2 separate regions of the Mus musculus genome follow, and region 2 is linked to region 1. A link is a contact called in public Micro-C data. All regions are on one chromosome and are shown on one strand. Each heading gives the region's core, a stretch centred on a gene start, on an enhancer-like site or on the middle of the called end of the contact. The rest is flanking DNA. Distances are from core to core; before and after follow the strand shown.

What was found. A called contact is a pair of places that touch in the nucleus more often than the background predicts.
Region 2: a Micro-C map of brown adipocytes shows a contact between it and region 1, with 4 times the contacts expected there. The contact joins the enhancer-like site here to the promoter of Ppargc1a in region 1. A contact is called at or near these places in 1 of 484 Hi-C or Micro-C datasets (brown adipocytes) and 2 of 115 datasets of contacts at active chromatin or transcription factors (astrocytes and pancreatic cancer cells).

Annotation. Positions count from the first base shown.
Region 1 is chr5:51,551,316-51,558,200 of GRCm38.p6, forward strand. Ppargc1a (peroxisome proliferative activated receptor, gamma, coactivator 1 alpha) reads right to left here and starts at 2,606. Exons shown (of 13, transcript NM_008904.2): 1 at 2,420-2,606. The coding sequence starts at 2,467.
Region 2 is chr5:51,821,635-51,828,519 of GRCm38.p6, forward strand. It overlaps a transcript of Ppargc1a not described here. Among named protein-coding and RNA genes, the nearest start is that of Ppargc1a, 270 kb to the left of the region's middle. Within about 2 kb of position 4,182, at least 8 of the 459 cell types and tissues checked have an H3K27ac peak or open chromatin away from gene starts, as enhancers often do. A contact at or near this core is called in brown adipocytes, where this site is marked.

The DNA of each region.
Region 1 (6,885 bases), core at 1,356-3,855:
CTGTAACAGGTGTGTCCTGCCTCAATTACACAGATACCCTACAGCCACTTTGCAACTCTGAAAGCAATTTCACAACTGTAGCCTTCGTTTTTTACAATAAGGTTTAAGAGGCCAACACAATCTCTAAACACAAAAGGCTAATTATTGTATGTTATTTCACCCCAACAGACAGTCTTTTCCCTTAGTTAAGAAGCAGACAATAAATTAGCTTAACTGCATGGATGATAATGATTCATTATAATTAAGTATAATTCTCCATTAACCTTTCAGAGATTTTGGTGCCATTGATGGTAAATTTTAAAGAGAGAGAGAAGAGAGAGTCAGTGGACTTGGCAGCCTTAATTAAATTAATAAAAAACAGAAACTTAACTTGTGATAAAAACAGTAGTTGAACTGGGAGGTATGGAGGCAGGTAAGAATGACAGTCTTCGTGAAGAGTGTCAGGTGATCTGTCTCTATCAATCTTAGTAACCTTATTGTACATCCCCTCCATTAAGCTGTGAAATACCAGGAGACTCTGAGTAGCTCTGGTGGTTTGGGTTTTTATTAACCAATACACTGTCCTGTCATTATGTGTGAAAGGACATAATAGGTTTGAAGATGACAGCAAGCATTAATGATTCAAAAAAATGGAAGCTGCCCACACTACCTGCTGCTTGTAATATTTCGACAGGCAGGAATGATTCCCAGAGCCACAGGCTCGAAGGCACGGGTTTCTAGCAGCTGGCTGTCTACTATGCCGCACTAACTGAGACTCAATCTAAGGCTGGACGCTGAGCCCCTATCCCCAACTCCTTAAGAAAAACAAAGAAAGAACAAACTTAAAGCCATGGTTATAAATGGCTATGGCGTTTATTTGCAAACAATCACAGGAATTCTGACTAAGGCAAATCTTCCTCATCTCCTTTAGATCACAGCTCTTCAGTCTCTGAGCAGTTTCGGAACGATCCAAGAGGTAAAAATGAAAGTGATTCGAAGAGAGCTATGGTGCCAGCCAGACAACCACCCACGGGTTACGCTGGCTACTCCAACAATTAGGACTTTGAATCCACTTAGAACTCTGACTTCAATAGCCAAGGGACACATGAATTATCTATATCTATTCTGCCTTGCCAAGAAATCACAAGATAACAATAATTATAACCTGCAAATCCGATCTGCCAAAGCCTAGGGAAAGCAAACGGAGCCAACATCTGCAGACCCAGCAAAGAGTTAAGGACCCAGGGCACGCCTGGCTAGATAGGAAAAATGCATTCGCAGGCGGCCTCGCCAAATCATTTTCACTTTAGATGTGTATCACTGCACCACACGGACATCTTATTTAATCAAATCACGTGTGGCACTTGACCCTCCCCCTTACCCTACGTGCCCCCGCTACCGGGAGGAAGCACCATTGTTAGTTAGCAGCTCCGATCCTCCGCGCAATTCAATTCGGGTCCATCTCACCAGAGTCCACAAAAGTTTCACTTGTTTTCCAACTTGCTCAAACTTTCCCCGAGAACATTCCATTGTACTGAATGCAAACACGCTGAAGTCCTCTGGCCCCAGCTAGACTCCAGAGATTACGGGGAAACTGCTTGTGTTTTTTCCTCCCCTGTATGAATTGTAGCCAGCAGAGACTGTGGAATTGATGTATTGCGGTCTATTTTTACACAAGCAGTGAGCTGCTCCACACACGGTCTGCATAAACTCCATTCTCTCCCGGCTTCAGGCAGCTCTCCGTGGTAGAGAGATTTAACCGTTCGGTTTCTCGCCACAGAAGCAAACAGAAAGCTTTGGTCTCTTAAGGCTGGGATTTTTTTTTTTTTTTTTAACTCGCTAGCCAACCCTTTCAGCCGCACACAAGTGTTTTAAAGGAAACAGCACTGTCGTTTTGTGTTCTGTGGGAAAAGCAACCTAACTCAGACCCAGCAGGAATATTTAGGGTCTTGTAAATTCTCTGTTTAATGAACAGAGAGAGGAGGGCGGAAAAGATAAATCCTGACGAGAGTCAAAACGGACTCTCTTTTTAACACAATTCATTTTAATGTTTATCTTCATTTTCTTATAAATAGAAATGGCATTTTTCCAAGCAGGCCACTGAACACTGGAAAGACTTCAGCTCCTGATTCATATCAATATCTTAGAGCATAAATATTGCATATGAGTAGAAACAGAGCCAAAGGCACATGGAAAGAGTTTCTAACTGCTACAGATACTGATGACAGCAGCTAAGCTTTGATTTGCTCAAGGCATCTCCGAGCCACCTTAAAATAGCAAACTTATTGGAGTTAAGATAAGATGGAGATTTCCCCCTCCAAAAGCTCCCGCTGAGCCACTTTCTATGTCCCCTCCTCTCCCCTAGCCCATCCCCCCCCCCCTCCAGGAATCATTGCATCTGAGAGAAGCTCCGGTCCTGCAATACTCAGCCCCAGCTCACCTCTATGTCACTCCATACAGAGTCTTGGCTGCACATGTCCCAAGCCATCCAGCTCCCGAATGACGCCAGTCAAGCTTTTTCAACTCCAATCCACTCTGACACACAGCACACACTCATGCAGGCAACCAGCCCCTTACTGAGAGTGAACTGAAGGCACCTGTCTTACTACAGTCCCCAGTCACATGACAAAGCTATTAAAAAGTAGGCTGGGCTGTCACTCACCCAGCCTCCCTTCTCCTGTGCAAGCTTGCTGCACAAACTCCTGACGTCACTCCAAGGCAGCCCTCTGCCTCAGTGAAGTAACGCTTAGAGAGAGAGGAAAAAAAAAATAGAAGAAAGAAAAGGAAACACTTGGCCTTTGGGAGGCTTCAAGCATCACACTGTGACTGAAGCCAGCTTTGAATGCCACCAACTCTAAACCGGAGCCCTGCTCACATAATAACTCAAATCTCCTGCAATCTTTTTTTTTTAAATTTATTTTCCATCCAAAACAGGCAAATAGCAAAGATCCCCTGTTACTGACACAGTAACTACACCCTTGCCTAAAATGTGTGTGCTTTAAGAAATGGTTTCCAAGTAGCCCCAGACTCAGCTTGGAACTGAAGCAAGCGCTCCTCATGTGATACATTTTCATGAGATTCTTTTTTTTCCCTCCCTATTAGAGGAGTGTTTGAAGGCAACACCCCCGATTTTCTTTCTCTCTCTCCTTTCTTTCCTTCCTTCCTTCCTTCCTTTCTTCCTTTCTTCCTTCCTTCCTTCCTTTCTTTCTTTCTTTCTTTGTTTCTTTCTTTCTTTCTTTCTTTCTTTCTTTCTTTCTTTCTTTCTTTCTTTCTTTCCATGTTTAGTCAACAAAACCGCCACATTTGTTTAGGTCTAAACAAATTTCTCTACCCCAAATCAGCTGTCTCCTTGGCAGTAGAGAATGCAGTCTCCTAAACTGTTACTGCAGTTTGCCTTGCTCCTTGTAAAGCAAGCAAGCCACAACACCCTAGACTCTTGGGTTCCCCCTCATGATTCTTTCCGTGGATCTCATAGGCTCCCAGAAAACAAATGCTAGAAAATACAATTGCTGCTGCCATCCCTGAAACAGCTTAGCTACTCACCTGCCCCCACCCCTTATTTCTTTTCTCATATGTAGCACAGTCTTCCTCATGGCTTCAGGGTGCCTTTTTGAATAAACATTGGACTCCAACCCTAGTGCCTTGGGCTGTACAGTTTGTTTTTGAAATCAAGAATGTCCAGGGAATGAAGGAAAAACACTGAAATGGTATCAGCAGAGATACTCATTTCTTGAGCTTTGCTTACTAATACTTTTTTGTCGTTCCTGAGTCAATGAGGGGTAATGCAGGTGCCACTGTTTTTCCTGTGACATTACAGACAGAGGACATAACCAACTCTCAGCACTTTCCATAACACTTGGGTGCTCAGACTTAACCCTTCCAGGCCCAGTGAGAAATGCACAGGGGACCTTTGAAAACATATTTTCACAATACCTCAAACCCCACAGACTCAAAAACCAGCTCATTTCCTTTACTTGACAGTAATTTAGAAGAAGAAAAAAGTCCCTATGCATCTAAATATAATTTATAAAGCACCATTCATTTAAACTCCTATTCCACTGAGGTTAATTTAATGTGCTCTTTATTTTCTCTCCCCTTAGAAGGAAAACATTGGTGACTTCTCTCAGTCTGACTTTATATAGTCAGTTACTAATACAGTAAAGTGAAAGAAAGAAATGCAGCGAGCGTGCACACACACACACACACACACACACACACACACACACACACACACACACAAAGCCCACAAGCTTGCTGTTTGCTTCAGACCCCGTATAAGGGGTCTGTTTGCTTGGATGTCCACAACTAGTAGACAGGGAATATGGTAATGAAATCGACAGTTTGTCAATAAGTGAACAGAACAAGATGGCCAACAGCTTTGACATTCTAAATTAGGTGAATATACTTCACTGCTACAACTGTCCTCTTCCAAACATCAGAAAGGTATTATTCATTTAATTTTCTAATTCAGAGAGAGAGAGAGACAACCCTGGGATCATTTTCTACATGCAATTAGTAGCCTTACTCTGTACTCCCACAAAGAAACACTAATTTTTCTTGCCAATTAGATTTTTACTTAATGTAAAACTTCAGTAAACTATTAAAATTCAGGACAAAGGTCATGGGCTCTACTTTCCACACAGTCAACTGTGAAATAATGCTGGCCACTTAGCTATAAAGAGTCGATGTTTATTCATCATTATCAAGCAATCCTGGCATCCTGATGGTAACTGATACTTTGGTTTCTCTTTGTCATCCATTAGGCATCCACCATACTTTTTCAAACCTCATGCACACCTCTTCTTACAGATGGTTGCTTGCACTAGATAACTCTGCATTATTGTTTTGATATCTTAACTTGCTCACACTGAATTGTGGCAGGATTTTCTTTTTCTTTGCTTTGAAAAGATAATTTCTTTCTTTCTTTCTTTCTTTCTTTCTTTTTTTGCCACCTAATTCTACTTTAAAAAAAGAAAAGAAAAGAAAAGAAAAGAAACTAACCCAGCACATCCATGAAGCTAATGATCTGCTTAAAACAGCCACTCTGTCCTCTACCTTCATAAAAAGGGGTATGTGAAGCTAGAGAGAGCACAGGGCTGATGAACACAGACACGCTGCCCTCTTCCCCTTGTGTTTCTGCTGCTATAGAAGTCCATTTTAAACTGATTTGTAGAGTGAATGAGAATACCTTCTACTTGTTTCTTGGGCCTCAAAATTACAACTCTAACAAGAAGGATATTTTAGAAGTCTTATCATTTGCTTAATTAACTCTTCAAATTAAAAGTCCTCTTCTGTCCAGCTTTTTGCTCTTCTCAAGAGAATTTAAATTGTTAGTTGCTCACCAACCTTGGATTTTTCTGTCTCCCCAGGCAGTTTCTATATTTAATTTTCTCTCTGTCTTGACTCCTGTTGCTCTCTCTCTCTCTCTCTCTCTCTCTCTCTCTCTCTCTCTCTCTCTGTGTGTGTGTGTGTGTGTGTGTGTGGTGTGTGTCTGTGTGTGTGTGTGTGTGTGTGTGTGTGTGCAGCCTGCCTCTCACTTCTTCCAACTTTGTATAGAGGATTCCCAAATGTTTGCTTTCAGCAAACTAATGTCTACAGAAACTCTACAGTGTGTTCGGCCACACATTACAAGGGCTGACAGACAGAAAGGGTATACAACATGAATACAAGGGAGTTTACCACTAGGGGAGAGGGGGGAAACTAAACCTTAAGGAACAGAATCATTTTCTATAAGAAACCAAGTCTCACCTTGTTCAAAACTTCCTTTTATCCTGAAAAATAAGCCATGTGCAGGGACAAGGTCCTTATACTGATAATCCCAAGTCAAATCCAAATCAACCCATGTTTTCTCAAAACAATGGATAAAGGTATTTATTAACACTTGGTGGCTGCCTATGGTGCTGTGTAACTAACTACACAGGGTGGATTCCATGCCCATAGAATCCCTCCTTTCAGTAGTTCTGTTCACATTTCTTTTCCAAGATCCCACCATTGTTTGGAGGCAGAAAAACTTGTGCTTTAAGTTGATAATGTGAAGGAGTAGAGCAGGTGGAGATAGGGATCCAGGAAGGTGGGGAAAGAAATTTCAACATTGTTTTAAATATATCTGAGGACCCGTGTGTGCTTCCTTCCCCACTCATGTCCCAACGTATAGGCGTGTGTGTGTGTGTGTGTGTGTGCGCGTGTGAGTGCGCGCGTGTGCGTGCGTGTGTTCTTCATACTCTATTATATGTAACAGCATATTTCTAAAAAGTGAAAATAATCCCACAAACCAAAATATCCAAAGCCAAACACCATAGACAATAGTAAGACCGTGAATTTCAATGTTAACCTTGTCCTATGATCAAAGCAGGAATCTCAGAAAAATCACAGCCTGATTTTCTTTGCCCACTTCCCCTTATAAGCTTGAAATAACGTACACAAAAGTGAAGTAGAGGCCAAATCGTTAAAGAAGACAGTGTAGAGGAGAAACCATGGGCAGCCAGAGGCAAGAGCAGCATGCCCTGTAGGACACACTAATCAATATGGTCCTCAGAATGCTTGCTCAAAAGAAGTTATGTGCCCACTCTACAGCTAAGCAAAGTGCAGCAGCCAGAATGGACAGACAGATCTTGAAAAGCCCTTCTTAGAAGAATTAAAGTATTTACCCCCAAATCAAAGGTCTTGCAAAAATCCACGAGGCAACCCCTGGAAAGACATATGTACAAAAGGAAACCAGCATTTCCAGGACTTCAACCTGCCTAGAGCAATCTAACAGAATGAACAGGAGCCTGACCAGAATCACTAACATTTGTAGAGTTAATCATTGCTAAGAGGTATAAACTGTTTGCTTTTAATTCCTAAAGGGCCCTTGATCCTGACACCCCCCCCCCCCCCCACACACACACACACACCACTTTCTGAACA
Region 2 (6,885 bases), core at 2,932-5,431, 270 kb after region 1:
GAGAGCCACAGCTAAACATTAGGCAGGACTCAGAGAGTCCTGCGGAAGAATGGAAGGAAGGATTACAGGACCCAGAGGGGTCAAAGATACTACAAGAAAGCATCCCACAGAATCACCTAATGAGGGTTCACAGGAGCACACAGACACTGAACCAACAATCAGGGAATCTGTATGGGTCTAATTTATGTCCTCTGCATATATGTTAGGGTGTGTAGCTTGGTGCTCTTTTGGGAACTCCTAACAGTGGTGAAGGGGCCTGACTCTGACTTTTTGCCTACTTTTGGCATCCCTTTCCTCCTATTGGGTCACTTTATCCATAAGAAGGTATATACCTAGTCTCATTGCAACTTGATATGCCATATTTGGTTGATATCCCTGGGAGACCTGCCCTTCTCTGAAGGGAACTGGAGAAGGAGGAGGAGGAGGAGAAGGAGGAGGAGGAGGAGGAGAAGGAGGAGGAGGAGAGAATCTTGAGAAGAAGGGAGGTGGTGGAGAGGGACAGGTAGTAGAAGAAAGAGGAGAAACTGTAGTCAGGATTAATATATGAGAGAAGAATTTAAAAGAACAAAAAGAAATATTTTAAAAATCTGTAGGACTCTAAGCCTCTCTCTCTACCCTTCTAATCTGCTATTTTGATTAGATAAAAAATAGTCCTGGATATCTGTGGTCTGTCTTCTAAGTGGTCTCCCTGCTTTGATGGTAGTCCCCTCCCCACCCCCAACTCCACAGTTGTCTTTGTTATGCAGCAGGAGATTTTTTTAACTTAAAAAAAAAAGCAGATATTATTTTCTCCCGGTTTAGCCTTCAGTTCAGTCCTTACTAATGACTTTTGTGCCCTGCATATGGAACAAACCCTTGTTATCCCTGCCTCACCAATTATGCGGCCCATCCTGACCTCCTCTTTCCTTCTGCCTGTAGATGTGCCCCCTGCTCTACCCACATAGTCTAGCCATTCCTCTTGCAGTATTGGTGTTCCCTCCTCCCATCACGCTAGCTTCTGGCCAGTAGTGGCTTTCCCCAAAACTCTCTAAATTACTCTACAATAACCTCACCATCAGTCACCGGCTCTTTATCCTGCCTTATTTTTGTCATAGGCTTCAAGAACATCCAGAATATTGTTGGCCAGTCGTTTATTAACTGTCTCTTCCAAATTCCATGAAAGGAGAGACCTTATTTGGTTGGCACTTCCATTTGCAACATTGTAAAAGACTGGGCATACATTATGTTCACCATTAATATCTGTTGAATGGATGGATGGCCAGCTTTTAAAATCTCTTAATGCCCTGAATTCATCCACATTACTTTGGTGAGATGTTTTGCAGGCCCAGATAATTATATCGTAATTAGTCTGAGGGAAAGGAATTTAAGTTATAAGTTAACAAGCAGATGAATGGCTGTTCTGAGGACACTGGCCACTTGCTCATTACCTCCAGAGAGAAATAAATAAGCAATGGCTGGCTGAAATTGTTGTGGGACAGCTTGACTTAATGTAAGAAAATTGTGTTGATTTCAAGGTCATGAATAATTGAGAGAGGCTATAAAGAAAGGTGCCAGTCCTCAGTTTCTTCAGGACCTGACAAAGGCTGTCCAATTATTTGCTCTAGATGCTTTGATAATTTATTGTCATTACTAATGGGTTGCAGAATGAGTTCTATACACAATATTTCAATCATGGAAGAATGTACCGTTTTCTCATCTTGGATATCAGGATGCCTCATACTTGATTGTGCATTAGAGTTGAACTGACAGCATGTTCTCTTAGTGCTATGTAAAATAATGGTCCTTAATATATTGCATCTTAGACTCTATAAAGCATAGCAATCCTGATAAGTCATATTTATTGAATGCTGGCTTCAGGCAAGCATGGAGAAATGTTTTCTTGTTTTATTAATTCTCACAATCAGCGTCTGGGATAAATCCCATTAGCTCTATTTTTAAGTAACTAAGGAACAGGAAAATTAAGTAACTTTCCAAAGTTGTCAAGTTTATAAATGCTAAAACTTGTCTTTTAATCCAGCTCTTTCTGAACCCAGACCAGTTCTCAAGACCCTGTTCCTGTGATAATTGCTATTAACTTCGGTTGTATGCCTAAAACACAAAATATCCATCACAATGAGCCACCTGGTAGGCATTCAGTTCCTTGAATTCTCTCTGCTTCTGTGTATTTGGCAAAACTTAAGCATGTGAGCTGTACTGCTTCTGTGGTTCATATAAAACCTCTTGGAAGGCAAACTTTGGCAGGCAGAGTTTGAGGTCTGGCCTTTGAAAAGATCTGAACCCATATCAAAGACAGCACGTTAGCTCAGAAACCAGTGGGGCTCTCTAATGATGGAGCCCCCAAGGGACTACTCTCTGAGGAATGAATAGAAAGCAAAACAGGCAAATTAGCTCCCTGCCTTGATCTGAACTTGAGGGGTACTCAGAAATAAAGAATCCGGTAGCAGGTGGGTCCTACGCACTTACCCCAAATGGGAGGTGTTGGGGAAGCTTTGGTTTTAAATATGCTCATTCAATTCTAGTTCTCTTCCCGTGGCCCAGCTTACCTCTCTAAACCTTAATCTTCTAATCTGGAAGAGTCTGCCAAGGGCTCACTGAGCACTTTCTAAGCTATGTAGGATACATCACTGAATAGAACTGGTGAGTGGGTCTGCCTTTAGTTGGCTTAATAACTAGGGTGGATAGAGATAGAATGTCTAGAATACTCTTTTTCTGATTTGTGAAAATGTTAGCTACATGAGATACTAAAACCAGAATCTGTGTCCACTTGAAACTCATGTAGAAATTCTGAATTCAACAGTCAGGATGTGTCAGGGTCTCCTCTTCCAAGAACTTTCTTTGTCAGATCATACACGACATGACTAACTATTCATCAGACAACCAGAAGAGGGTCATTTTCCTCCATGGGGAAGAGCTCTTAGCCCAGGTACTGTTGTAGGCCTCACAACATCCTTATGTTTCACCACTCTCCCTACAATCTGAAATTTTCATTGTTATGTATGATAGCTTGGCTGCTTTGCCATCCCTTAACAGCAAAAAAAAAAAAAAAGAAAAGCTCCCTGGATGCAGAGCCCCCTGATCTTCATACCTAGCAGAAGTCTTGGCACTTAATATTTGCAAGAGCGAGCTACAGGAAAAATGAATCTGCAATTTGTAAATATGCTTTTAGTTCAAGGGCAAAGCTGGGGGCCTTGCAAATCAAACATTGCTGCTGCTACCAATAGCAAGTATATGGTATGAGATTGGCAGAGGCAGACTACCTGTCCATGGGAAGACAAGCCACCTGCTTAGTTGTGGGGCCTGCAGACTCTCAGGATCAGCGAATGCAGTAATCTTACTGCACAGGGAAGATAACAAACCGACAAAGAGAACAGGGCCATGGCTGAGGGTGGAGTCAATGAACTTAGGTCTGCTTGATCAAGTAACTCCTCCGAGAGGGCAAGCATGGGAACAAGGAGGAAAAAAAAAATCATAGGATTTCTTTAGCCTCAGAAGAGACTTCTGACAGTATTTCAGATCTGGGACCATTAAAACACTGAGTCATGCTGGGATTGTGGGAAGTGGGCTGACAAGGGATGGGGAATCAATGCATCAGCAAGATAGTTATTGAACACTTACTATATACCTAACCAGTGTTGAGTAAATCGGCTTAAAGATAAGACAAAGTGCACCTGAAGGGAGCTCCAGGGGCCACGCTGAGGTCGGCCTACTTTAATATTTTTATAAATGATCCAGATAGATGGATACAACAAACTCTCCAACTTTGCTGAGCAAAACAATCTCTTCGGCTTCACAAAATGCTGAGCTGATTGAATAAAGGGGCAGTGAGAGTTCACCACACTACCTGGAACTCAGCAACCCAGCAGAGAGACATTGTGGGGAGTGCAGAAACAAACGAGCTGTGAGCTGCTCGAGAGCATCCTAGGAAGTATGCTGATAGCCGGTGAAAGCAGACAGAGCATCTGTTTGGATTGTCAAGCCCTCCAGAACCCAACACATAACAGAAACTGGCTTTGTGGTACTGAGGGGAAGGACTCTGGCTGGCTTGGATGTGCCTGACTTTGTGTTTTTAGAGCCCTGGTCAGGTAGAGTCATCGGAAACAAAGAGATGAAGTGACCTCCTGGCCAGCCTGGTTTCATCATTTCCTAAGACCTGAGGAAATATTGGGCTGTTTGCCAGGACAACCAGCCAGCTTCAATGGGTTTCACAACAGGGACAGAGAAAAGAAGGTGGGTAATCTGCAGGACGGGAGCCTTTGAGAAGGCACACATAGAAAATCAAGACATTTCTTAAGAGAATGTAAGCAATGGAAGACCAGTTGAGAGCTTTCCTTTGTTTCCTATCTAAAATAAACATGTGACTAGCTGGGCACTACAACTCTTACATAATACCCCAAAAGAGCATGATGGGAATTGTTAGTTATTTGATTCCACCATGTATGTGTGCATGTGCGTGTGCGTGTGTGTGTTGTATATATGGTAGGGGGAAGGATGTGTGTGTACATGAGCACACACATATGTGCACATGTGTGTAGAAAACATCCTCAAATGTCTTCCCTTTCTTTACTTTGAGGCAGTGTCTCTCACTGGCTTGGAACTTGCCATGTTATTTGAGGGCAGTAGGCCATCAAGCTCCAGGGATCAACCAGTTCTTACCTTTCCAGCACTCTTGTGATAAGACATGCCACCATATCCAGCTTTTTTATGTGGGGGCTGGTGATCAAACTGGACCCTCGTGCTTGCAATGCAATCTCTTTACCAATTGAGCCATCTTGCCATGCCCTATAGTCTGATTTCTCAACTCTGCAAGGTTGCCAAATAACTTAACAATAGAACAAGAAGAAAAGACTAGAAATATTTCATCAGCAATGGACCTTTGAGAGCCCTTGTAAATGTTCTCCCTCCTCATGGCAAAGCCCTTGGGAGGTGACTTCAGCAAATGCCACAAGAGAAAAACAAATGGTGCCTTTTTCCCCCAGTACCCTCATCTTTGAAGGGAACATGTCTGGTGATGCTGAACCAATCTTCCTTATGGCCTACAGAAGTGGTCTTCAACCTTCCTAATGCTAGACCCTTTAACACAGTTCCTCATGTTGTGCTTATCCAGACCCATAAAATTATTCTGTTGCTATTTCATAACTATAATTTTTGTACTATTATGAATAGTAATGTAAGCATCTGATATGCAACCCCCCAAAAGGGTCATCATCCCCAGGTTGAGAACCACTGGCCTAGAGAAAGGTCATAGCATATGCATGGTATGAAGCACACAAGATACAAGAATAGTTTTTTTGTGGGAGGATGGGTGACCATAAGAGAGTTTATCAACGTACCAGAGATAAACTCCAGTAAAACATCTCCGAAGTCCCAAGAACTGTCCTAAATCAGGAGAACATGACTTCAAATCGGAATAGCCAAGAAGTCAAATCTGTTCTGTTAGTGAATCAGGTCTACTTAGTGGACCCATCTGAAGCATCCTCCATCCTAATGACATGAGTCATTTTCCTGAGACTGGTTGTGTATGTGCTCACTTCGAAGCTTTCTCTCATTAATTCCAGCTCACCTCTCCCTACAGTGCCCAACACACTAGAATCCTATCTCCTCCTTCAAGCCCCAGCTCAGATTCCATGGAGAAAGTGCAAGACTTTGAACCAGGGCAAATGTAGGCTCTGACCCCAGGACAGTTATCTCTGAGATGTGTGCCGATAAAAGGCCATTTGACTCCCCTGAGCCCAAGCTCCTTACCTAGAGGTGAAGTTAACAAGATCTACTTCAGAGCTGAGGTTGTCATAAGAGTTTGGAGACTTCTTCAAGAATGGAGGTTGGACAGGCAGGAAACAAGGAGGGCTTTGGTATTGTTGAATATAAACTACAAAGAAGGAACTGAGAGAAGAGGCAGAGATTCAGAGGGTAAGTTCCAAAGTCAGAGATGGGACTGGCAGGGAGCTATGGTTTCTTTGAGTGTGTAACGCCACAAAAGATACTAGAAGACACAGAGATGAACACTAATTAGAGCCATTCACTCAGGAAATATCCACTCATATGAACAGAATTGGGCCTTGGAGCAAGCTGGTCTGAGCAGGAACTCCAGCTCTGCCATAGTCCAGCAATTAGCTTTGTATCAGTAACTCAGTCTTATGGGAGCTGTCTCCTGAGCTGTAAAGTGAGGTTACTCCTAGCCAGTACTGTGGTCTAAATACAAAATGTTTCTTGTGGGCTCCCATGTTTGAACACTTGGTCCTCAGCTGTTTGAGAACCTTACAGGACCTCTAGAAAGTGAAGCCTCTCTGAAGGAAGAAGAGATGGGCTTGATGCTTTACACTCTGCCCTACTTTAAGTCTACTCTGATTCTTGATTGTGGATACATGACCAGAAAGCCCCCCTGCTCCTGCCTCCATTCCTTCCCCATCTGCTGTCATGTTTGCCCTGCCATGATAGACTGTTTACCCCAGAAACTGTGAGCCAATTAAACCTTTTCTCCCTTAAGTTGCTTTTGTCAGGGTATTTTTCTACTGTCACAGAAAAGTAACTGAGATAGTCACATTGGGTAGTCCCTATGAAGAACAAATGGGATGCATTTGTAAGGGGCTTAATATAGAGGTAAAAATCTTCATAAAAGAAACATCCCTTGCTTTCTTTTGACTGTATTTTCTGCTGTGCCAGTATTCATTACATTTTCCTCTAAAAGTAACAATTTGTGTATAACAAACACTGAGTAGAGTTTCTCATATCCTTTTCTAGAAATGATATTTTACATAGTGTTGCTACATATGTTTTACTCTGGGTGTGCATCACGGCTCTCATGCAACACTCTTCATTTCTTTCTAAAAAAATAAAATAAAATAAAGGGCCTAATGATTTGAACAGTCTCTGGCCTGCATGATCAAC